Linked DNA regions of Mus musculus: regions 2 and 3 are each linked to region 1. A link is a contact called in public HiCAR-type and HiChIP or PLAC-seq data. All regions are on one chromosome and are shown on one strand. Each heading gives the region's core, a stretch centred on a gene start, on an enhancer-like site or on the middle of the called end of the contact. The rest is flanking DNA. Distances are from core to core; before and after follow the strand shown.

Region 1 (3,421 bases), core at 533-3,032:
TCCCATCTTTTTGCAATTGAGGGGTTGTCTGTTGGTCAGGAAGGAGACGATCAAGGTGAACAGATGCTAAGACACAGTGTTTTTTTAGTGAGTCTTTTATTTTTTGCTTTTTTTTTTCTTCTGAAAGTAAAAATCTTTGGTTGCTTTTCTGTGTCGTTAGAAGGAAACTCTCCACGTTTTAGTCAACCCCAGAGCAAATGGTTAGGGACTTTCTCTTAGATATGTATTCTCTTCTAGAATAGATGTTTCCCTCCAGAAACGGAAACAAATGCAATATCCAAAGATGTGTTTCAGTTGAGCAAATGGCTCATTCACCTGGGCCCAGGAATTGCCACCAAGTAGGGAGCTCAGTGTCTGGAGGCAATGGAATGTTCTACTGAGTAGTCCTTTGGTAGCAGTGACCAGTATTTGATAAGTACTTGACCTTGGATATTGCTGGCTGAGGGCGCTCCAAATACAAAATGGAAATAAATGGCCAAGGAGTGACTGTCCACCCAGAAGAACCGTGAGCCCTTTTCTGGCTGACAGTGACCTTGGAAACAGTGACTCCTCCTGTACACTTCGCTAGTCAGCACTGAGCCTCGCTTTCCAGAGAAGGTAGTAAGTCCTCCGTCAGAGTTACTTGATGTTTCAAGGATGGAAAGAAACTACATGCAAATAGCACATGTCGATTACTGAACAAACCACCTCTCTGATAGTTTCTTAAAATTCACAGATTATACTAACTGTGTAGTCTCATTTATCGCTGGCTTGCAAATGTATCTAGCCGTATCCTGCAGAAGTCACATTTAAATTTGATCCTCAAAGTCGCATAAACTTTAAAGAAACTTTACATGTTGAAGCCGTGTGGAAAGGTTTAGGATAATCTGTGTAGGGATACATTTGTGCCTCCCTTTCTCATGTTTCTCATGTCAAGAAAACGTTTTTCTTGTCTAGCATTCTCATTATAGTCTCTCCTGGATGCTACTCTTTCATAATGCATTCTGTCTGTCAAAAAGCACGTTGAACATGGCTGCCATGCTACACAAGAGACACTGCCCTTGCTGTAGGGCGGGGAGTTAACCCACTTGGTCGAGTGCACTCACAGCAACCCAGGTGGAGTTACAACACTGCAGAAATCCCCTTTTCAGAATATATTTCTAAATCAAACGTCCAAGACTACCCTAGCTAGAATTTTCTTTTGGTTAGTACTCCTTTGAAAGGAGAACTTGGCAGAGTCGGGCCTTTCTTTCCTGACCATTCACAAGAGATTCTGAAAGCAGAAGTGACAGAGTCACAGCCAGTTCTAGAGCCCAGGTATCTCTGAGGTCTCGGCTCTTGTTTTTGCAGGATCATTGCTCTTGTATACCGTAGATCGTTTCTCCTCCATTTTCTTTTCCACAAAGGAAAACAGCAATATCCTTGGCATCACTTCAGAGTTTACCAGAAAAAAATATATATTTATGTATAAATCTGAGCCTTTTGGCACTGAATATTTTCTTGACTTTACAGTTTGTCCCCTGTTCCCAAGTGGACTAACTCTCCTGCAGGTCCACTTTCACAAATGCTCACTCTTTAATATATATGTTTGAGTCGCCACTTAAAGCTCTATGATCATTTTGCCCACAGTCCTCAAATCATGTCCCCCGGAGGCAAGGGGAGCATTCTTAAGTCTTGAGCCCCTCTGGTTTGATGAATTGTTTGCGGGAATTATTGACCCAGCTGTTTATGAGGAGACAGAAGCTCTACTCCTTTCCAGGGCACCGATTTGGCTCTTTGACTAAAGACCAACTGCCTTGGATGGACACACAGCTCTTGGCCAGCATTGGTCCTGCCCAGATGGACGGTTTTGCAATTACCCAGACCTCTCAGCAGCCATTTCTTCATTACTAAAAGCTGCCCCCAATTGTCCCAGAAGCCAAATTCAATCTGCAGTTCCCCCAGTAACGTGCTGTGATTCATTTGGGGACAAATCTGGATTGAACTGAGTCCAAGTGTCTCTTTTGTGAGACAGGAGGGAAGTATAAGTAGATACTATAGTCACCCAGATGATTCAGCCAGGAATTCATGAAGTGATTCATAAATCGTTATAAAGACCACTAAAGTCTACTAAAATGGAGAGCTGTCTGGCTATACAAAGTGTGGTATTATTATTGGGCCTTTTAAAAAAAGAAGAAGAAGATGTTAAATCAGATGTGAAATCCTTAAAACTATGCTTTTCTTTTAAGGTTTTGAAAAGGATTTCTTCACCCCCACCCCCACCCCATCCCCCCTCCCTCCCATCCTGCAGGAGACCAACAGCAAGCCATTTTTCATTGATTAGTTTTTACAGATGAGTTTTAAAATCCCCATAGATGATGCTCTACAATTTAAGACAAAGAAGTCCTTGCACAGATCCATGATGGACCAGTTTGTATCCATTAGTTCTGCTCTCGGGCAGCAAATCAATAATATTTTTGTGTAAGTACAATGAAACCTACTCTTCACATGCGTTCTTCCATCTTTAGTAGGTTTATAGCTCCAGTGTAAGACAAAGAGGACACACCAAACCCCACTGGCTTGTTTGAATCCTGAGAGAAAGGGTCCTAACTTACTGTAAGAACATGCGTACACTGTGTGGCGTAGGGAGGTACCTTCACCATTCCTAGCCTCCTTTACTCTCATCCAAAGATGCCACCAGATCCGCTCCATCCGGGATGTTCCATGATGGCGCTGATATATTAAGTCAGTACCAAGAAATTAGACCCTTAGGGACCTCAAGGCTCACTGCTCCTCAGACAAGAAAATGAACCAGAAAAGTCAGTCTCAGCATCCATACTAGAATTGTCAAGACGAAAGGTTTCCTCAGATTTCTTTTTTGTTCCGAGCCTTCCCTGAGTGATCTAACTTAACACCAGGACCATAATCTTGGGCAGTTCTTAGGCTCTGGTTCACCAAAATCACGTGCCAGAGATGCCTATTCAGTGGTTCTCAGCCTTCCTAATGCTGTGACCCTCTAATACAGTTCCTCATGATGTGGTGACCCCTAGCCATAAAACAATTTCACTGCTATTTCATAACTCTGATTTTGCTACTATTATGTTATGTTCAGGATCTGTTATGTATTATAGTGTGTGTGTGTGTGTGTGTGTGTGTGTGTGTGTGTGTGTGTGTGTGTGTGTTCCAGTGGTCTTAGATGACCCCAAAGGAGGGTCACAACCCACAGGTTGAGAACTGCTACCCTACATGGCCACTCTATTTGGATCAGTCCTCCATTCCCTAAGCATGCACTGATCGCCTGGAAGTCATCAGACATTCCTACTCTGAAGTTCTCTGATATCCTTGATTTCCAGATGTGAGCCTCTGCATAGTGTAACATATCTACTGTTGTTTTCTCTGATACACTCACTTGCTAGTGCAGTGCCATCATTTTCCTTAGTCTTAGATAAACTTGCTTGCTTCA
Region 2 (3,355 bases), core at 814-3,313, 300 kb before region 1:
GTTGCTTCACCTTAGAGGGAAAAAATAACAATCCAAGGCAAACAGTAGTGATTTATTTTGTTGTTTGGGTTTTCATGTTGACAGACGATATTAACTCCGTACAAAAGTAGTACGGAGGTACTGAGGTGAGGTTCTCATCCATCAATAATGGTAATGTAAAATTTGAAGATATCCATACCTTCTGGGGTGAAATCCATTAATCACTACTAATTCTACTAATTCACTAATCATGCTTCTAGAAATTAATTCAAAACAGGCAAAAGAAGTGTTATGTGCAGTGGCTCTTTTTTAAAGGGGTGGGAAAAATCTTTATATTAAATTCTTAACAGTAAAGGCATAATTAAGCAAACTGTTCATTTTTGTATAGTAATGTATTAAAATTAAGTTTACAAATATCTTAAGGTTGTAGAGTAACATAAACACATAATCAAATGGAGTAGAATTTTATGTAAACTTGTTTCAGACATATAAATGGGTTCAGAGAACAGGCCATAAGGAAACTAACCCAGGGTGTTGTAATTCTTTCCAGACAATGGGATTGAAAGTTATTGCTGGTTCTTTCCCAAGGTTTCACAAATGGGCCTCAAAATACACGCATTGAATGCGTGTTAGGTTTGGAAGAAAGGCTGAAACGAGTTTTTGTCTTCCTGACAGTTTCCGTGGTCATACAACCAGGATCTTGGTCCTGGTTACTTTCTGATATAATCCAGGAACGAGGAAAGGCTGCAGCCTGACTTCCACTGCATAGTTTAGTTCCCCAAGCAGAAAGGATTTCCTTGTATCATTTGGCACCGTCCGAGGTCTGCGTTCAGACGTGGGGCCCGGTTAGCAGGCCACCATTCAGGCTTGCCCTTTAGCTCCCAGAAGAGTGAAGCCTGGGCGCCAGGAAAGGTCTGCTCTAGCAGCTGCTGTCTGTGGGACCCTGACCAGTATGTCTGAGCCCCAGTTTTTCATCCATCAAGTGAAGATAACAATCCTTTCTTTAGAGCATGCGTCGTAAAGAGACGGTCCATCCGTTCTTGCTTTACTTGCTTTGGGTCCCTGTACCGTGTTATGGGAGCTGCTTATGGAAGGAAAGGATGTGGTCATTGAAAACTCATTCCTTCTGCAATGCAGCAGGGGCTTAAGTAGTTAGGCTCTTAACAAGTAGAATAGTCCTAGATGGACAGATCATTCCAGAAACTCCAGAGAGCAACCAATGGAGATTCTTGATTTCAAAGAACTATAAACCACCGTTGTTAAGAAATCTGTCTGTTTTCTCCTCAGAGGACATATAAAACTTACAAACATTTGTCTTCGGTGGCTGGTGATCCAGATTTATATTGTCTCTTGGTGGCTAGGCCATGGGGCTTTGTCGGGGAAGGTTCCAGAATCATGGAGAAGACATTTGTACTCCTGTTTTCATTCACTTAGTGCCCGTTACCATCTTGCTCCCAGTTTTCCTTCATTGTTTTCTGAGAAAATAGCTTTCATGTATTAAAATTTGAAAAAATAACACAAATAGGTTTTGGGGTGGCGAAGTTGTGGATCTAACCCAGGGCCCTTAGCATGCAAGGCAAGTGCTCTCTCACCGAACAATACACATAACCCTGTGAACAGATTTTGATAATTTCTTGTTAATGTTCTTAAAAATTATCTGAGCCAGGCAGGCACAGGCTGGAGGATTGTGTGTTTCAGGCCAGTCCAAGCTACATAGTACGATGCTGTCTCATCTTAAAACAAACAACCGTGATAATAGAGAACAACTTTGAGATCATCAGTTTACAAGTTTACAAAGGGGGGAAATCTGTTCAGTTCCTGGCTGTGGAGGCCCTGCTGTTTTGGAATCTGTGTTGAGGAACACATCAGGATGTAGAGAAAGATCGTTCACTTCATGGAGCAGGGAACAAAAAGGAGGTGAGTGACCACTACCCCACAGTCTCCTTCATGGCTAAGCTTCCCATGGTCTGAGGGTTTCTCACAGCAGCACAGGCTAAGGTTTCTGCCAGTCGCCAATAGCAATGAGCTGGGAACGAAGCCTTTACCATAAACCCTTAGTGGTGGTTAAGATCCAAACCACAGTACATTTGCTTTTAACAAGGCCCTTTGGAAGGAAGAATAAGACATTCCAGTAGATAGAATCACAGGTCCAGTTAGGAAGGGAAAATTTTCATGCAAAAAAAAAGCCTTGAGGCTGTTTCTGAAGACACCTACCTCCTACTTAAACAGTTTACTGTTTATAAAGAGAGTGCTGAGCTCAGAAGACCGTGTCTTTGCAGAGGACTGGCCACTGTGAATTCATCGCTCTCTGAGGCCGTCCTTTGTCCCTCTGACCTGTTTCTGAATCATGACACCAATCCTCATGGCTCCAGGTATATTTACACGAAGACAGGCGGTTGTAGAGGTTTTCTTTAGGCTTGGTGGCTTATGTTGGAGCAACCTAAAATTAAGCCCAGTCAGTTGCCAATATATAAATAAAATGTAGATGAATCATTAATTATTAAAAATGGAAATGCTGTACACCATCTCGTTTGGATCATAGCCTGGGAACCTGGACGGAAGATTGGCACTCATCTCCAGAACGAGTTAAGTGCAGCATGGGATTTAAAAGCCAGTATTTCCAAAGGAACAATTAATTAAACAGGAAGGTTAATTCACAGTTTATAGACTTAGCATCTGCTTGTTGAACACATGCAATAAAAAGAAAGCTAGTGATAGATTTATAAAAATGCCAGTTAGATAATTGATTATATATACATAGATCACAGACAAGCAGCAGTCACTCTTGCATAATTTAGTTTTCCTTTTTCTCTTGTGATTTTCACTAACGTACCGATTTAGAGCAGTTGGTAGTATTTGTATGCTCTGTCTTATGATTTAAATATTCTAAGTTGAAAGAATTAACATACCTTTCATATGACGTTTGTCACTGGAATTTCAGGAACTTATTTCTTTTTTAAATCACTGAATTGAAAATGTCTTGTGTTTCCCTTGGCATGTCTAAATAATATTTTTGAGCTGAGGTTATTGGTTAGATTGTTTTTCCAAGTGTATAATACTTAAGGCCTGTTGACTTTGCTGCTAACTAGGGTTTAAATGCACTTACTGTAGCACAAAGAAATACACATGTTGCTGATCAATTCTTTCCTTAGTCATAGTGGCCATTATTCTGTGGGAGCATGCCATTATTTAATTACTCTCTCCTAAATATAAATATAAATTCTGGCGGACATATATAGAGTTTCTTAGAGAGGTCTAAGTATACTGTAGGATGAGAGTTAAAGTTTGAGATAATAGTTTGGAATCCTAAGTGTTTCATAATATTTTGCTTAAAGGAATGTTCAGGTTATTTTGCTCTGTGTGTGTGTGTGTGTGT
Region 3 (3,425 bases), core at 286-2,785, 450 kb before region 1:
TGTCCCTGGCTAGTGTTTTGGTTATCACTGGTCTTTCCCCAATGTACACACACCATTATTGGTGAAGAAGCTATGCTGGAAACAGAGTAGCTGGTACCAGACACCAGGCCAGTAGTTTCTCAGAGCCAATGTCTGTAGTTATTAAAGGACATAAATGAGGGGACCAAATGTTTAAGCAATTACTTAGCAATGGTAGTGCATGCATGCCTTTAAGGCCAGCTTGGTCTACAGAGCAAGTTCTAGGACAGCCAAAGCTATACAAAGAAACCCTGTCTTGAAAACAAAAGTGTTTTTCCTTAATTGCATGTATTTATTTCTGTGTGTACATATGTGAAGCTGTGTACACCCATGCCATTTTGCGAGTGTGGCAGTCAGGGGACGACTTGCAAGAGTCAGTTCTTTCCTTCTGCCACGTGTGTTCTGAGGGTTTTTGAACTCAGGTTGTCCGGGTTGGCAGCAAGCAACTTTACCCTCTGAGTCATCTCACCGGAGACTGCAAAGGTTATAAATTTGCTTCCAGTTCCCCATGTACATCTGTTTGTGAGATCTTTCTGCCTGGTCTGTGAGGTATTACTGGTACCATAGCAAGAAGTCTGAAGAAGCCCTGGGACTAGCACATTATTGCAGATGGGTGCACGTGTACCTGCCTGGATCTAGGACAATCCGTGCCTTCAATGAGATGGAGCAGGTAGATCATGGTGGCAAAGCAACTAGGCCATCACAAAGTGAGACCTGGGCAGAGGCATGGACCAATAATGGAAAAGGGAAAGGGGTCTCACCACTCACTCACTCAGAAACAATTACAATAGGGTCCTTGTGCCTGCTAACGGGGTGTTGAGTCCTCCTTCCCACAGCTCGAGGGGGGCTGTTCTATTATAAGAGTGTGAATTAATTGCCTTTGCTTAGGCCGGTGGCCTGAGACAGCTTGTGGAGTTTCCCTCAGTTGTTTCACATACCTTTGCCTATCTTCTGACCTTAGAGCTTGCTATAATTTTGTTTTGTTTTGTTTTGTTTTGCTTTGTTTTGTTTTGTTTGCTTGTTTAGTTGGTTGGTTGGTTGGTTTTCAAGGCTAGCTTACTGTGTAGCCCTGGCTGTCCTGAAACTGCCTTTGTAGATCAGGTTAGCCTGGAACTCACAAAAGATCTGCCTGCCTCTGCCTCCCAAGTGCTGGGATTAAAGGTGTGTGTCACTACCTCCCAGCAATGATACTCTTTTTAAAAATTGTCTTCTTGGTTAGTAAGGATGTCTCTGGAGTAACACTTAGGAGATTATAAGAAATGAAAGCAAATGAATAGAATGAGAGAAACCAACTTAAGCAGCACACATAGGATTCTGAACACATAGCTCCCTGCAAGCCACATGAAAGTCTAGGAGGAACAGCTGAGAACTATCTCCTTGTGTGCTTTACTGGACAAGCTGCCTCAGACTTAAGGCCCCTTTTCGTCTTCACTTTGGAGCAGCCGAGAGACACTTCTGGGCAAGGAACCAGAGTGCAGTCCTTAGTTCTGTTGGCACTACACCAAACACAGAATGACCTTGGCCAATGTTCAGCAGCAGTTCTGGAAATGCCTTAGTCATTTCTGAGCTGGGCTGAGTCCAGAGGCAAACCTAGCCTTGACACTTGGAAACCCTGATGCTCAATAGACTTGATGGGCTTTGCCGCCAGTGAACTCCTAGACCACCCTCTCATATTTTAAAGCAAAGTGCCTGAGGTCAGAAGACTGAGATGTCATCAGAGCAGATCATACAGCAAGCAAGTTCACAGGCAACCAGCCAAGGGAGGCTTTGAGGGCTTGCTGGACTACTGATGTCTACAATCCAGCTTGTGGTTTTGCCTGGCTGGTGAGGCATAGAATCTGGTCATCTTTGCCTCAGCAGTTTTAGCCTTCAATGGCACAGGAGTGTCAATACAAGGTGTCTCTTAGAACGGAAGAGAGGCAGAACTGTGTTTGTTAACTCGGGGATCAGAAGACAAAGCTAACTCTTGGAAGGTAACTGCCATACTTGAAGCTCGAAATGTTTCCTAATCAAATCATTGACCCACTGAACTCCTACAAGCTAGCATTCTGATAGGGCAAGAGGGTTCCATATCTCAGTCTCCAGAGTGAGTGTTTATACTCAAAAGGACTTGAGCTAGGGATGGAGCTGCAGAGGAAGATAGCTAGAACTATATACAGGTCCAAGGACATGGGTTTGACCACAGCTATCGTGGTAAATTTTCTAAAATGTTTTCAAATCTTTCCATGATTGGTTTTCCATGCTAAGAATATTAATTTTTGCCATAATGACACCTGAAAATATTCATTTAGGACCAACTCCTTATTTTGATCTCCCTACGAGAGTATTGCTTCCTGGGACTCATGGCACAAAGGCACAGGGTGAGCAAAACTTCCCAATGCCATGGCTTGCCCCTCTGGCCTACTTGGTCATAATTATCTCCCTCTCATGAGGTCATTGTTTGAAAAAGATTATCAGTGAAATGCAAATCAAAACAACCCTGAGATTCTACCTCACACCAGTCAGAATGGCTAAGATCAAAAACTCAGGGCCCAGCCCACTCTCTTTCTGCCATCTTCCCTCGCCGCCACCATGGTGCGAATGAATGTTCTGGCAGATGCTCTCAAGAGCATCAACAACGCTGAGAAGAGAGGCAAACGCCAGGTCCTCATCAGGCCGTGTTCTAAAGTCATCGTTTGGTTTTTAACCGTGATGATGAAGCACGGGTACACTGGTGAATTCGAGATCATTGATGATCACAGAGATGGGAAGATCGTTGTGAACCTCACAGGAAGGTTGAACAAGTGTGGAGTTATAAGCCTTAGATTTGATGTTCAACTCAAAGACCTAGATAAATGGCAGAACAATCTGCTCCCTTTACGGCAGTTTGGCTTCATTGTGCTGACAACCTTGGCTGGCATCATAGACCATGAAGAGGCAAGACGAAAACATACAGGAGGGAAAATCCTGGGATTCTTTTTTTAAATGTAAAGCATAAATAAAAAGCCTTTGTGGACTGTGGAAAAAAAATCAGGTGACAGCAGATGCTGGCGAGAATGTGGAGAAAGAGGAACACTTCTCCACTGCTGGTGGGATTGCAAGCTGGTACAACCACTCTGGAAATCAGTTTGGTGGTTTTTTTGGACATAGTACTACTGGAAGATCCAGCAATACCACTCCTGGGCATACACCCAGAAGATGCTCCAACTTGTAATAAGGACGCATGCTCCAGTATGTTCATAACAGCCTTATTTACAATAGCCAGAGCCGGAAAGAACCCAGATGTCCCTCAATAGAGGAATGGATACAGAAAATGTGGTATATTTACACAATTGAGTACTATGCAGCTACTAAAAACAATGAATTTATGAAATTTTTAGAGAAATGGATGGATTTGGAGGATATCATCCTAAGTGAGGTAACCCAGT

What was found. HiCAR-type assays count read pairs that join an accessible place to other places. HiChIP or PLAC-seq counts read pairs in DNA pulled down with a chosen protein or histone mark.
Region 2: a contact with region 1 is called in an H3K27ac HiChIP or PLAC-seq map of embryonic fibroblasts, with 8 read pairs. The contact joins two enhancer-like sites. A contact is called at or near these places in 1 of 39 promoter capture datasets (stem cell-derived epiblast-like cells), 1 of 15 datasets of contacts at CTCF or cohesin (the NIH/3T3 cell line), 1 of 115 datasets of contacts at active chromatin or transcription factors (embryonic fibroblasts) and 1 of 9 other capture datasets (adipose tissue).
Region 3: a HiCAR-type map of astrocytes shows a contact between it and region 1, with 3 times the contacts expected there. The contact joins two enhancer-like sites. A contact is called at or near these places in 1 of 15 datasets of contacts at CTCF or cohesin (the NIH/3T3 cell line), 2 of 484 Hi-C or Micro-C datasets (the STO cell line and adipose-derived mesenchymal stem cells) and 3 of 115 datasets of contacts at active chromatin or transcription factors (astrocytes, fibro-adipogenic progenitors and pancreatic cancer cells).

What each region holds. Positions count from the first base shown.
Region 1 is chr19:28,288,137-28,291,557 of GRCm38.p6, reverse strand. The region is part of intron 8 of Glis3 (GLIS family zinc finger 3); the gene reads left to right. Among named protein-coding and RNA genes, the nearest start is that of Gm35866, 74 kb to the left of the region's middle. Within about 2 kb of position 1,782, at least 22 of the 459 cell types and tissues checked have an H3K27ac peak or open chromatin away from gene starts, as enhancers often do. A contact at or near this core is called in astrocytes and embryonic fibroblasts, where this site is marked.
Region 2 is chr19:28,590,654-28,594,008 of GRCm38.p6, reverse strand. The region is part of intron 2 of Glis3 (GLIS family zinc finger 3); the gene reads left to right. Among named protein-coding and RNA genes, the nearest start is that of D930032P07Rik, 86 kb to the left of the region's middle. Within about 2 kb of position 2,063, at least 20 of the 459 cell types and tissues checked have an H3K27ac peak or open chromatin away from gene starts, as enhancers often do. A contact at or near this core is called in embryonic fibroblasts, where this site is marked.
Region 3 is chr19:28,741,716-28,745,140 of GRCm38.p6, reverse strand. It overlaps the pseudogene Rps15a-ps2. Among named protein-coding and RNA genes, the nearest start is that of Gm35922, 17 kb to the left of the region's middle. Within about 2 kb of position 1,535, at least 37 of the 459 cell types and tissues checked have an H3K27ac peak or open chromatin away from gene starts, as enhancers often do. A contact at or near this core is called in astrocytes, where this site is marked.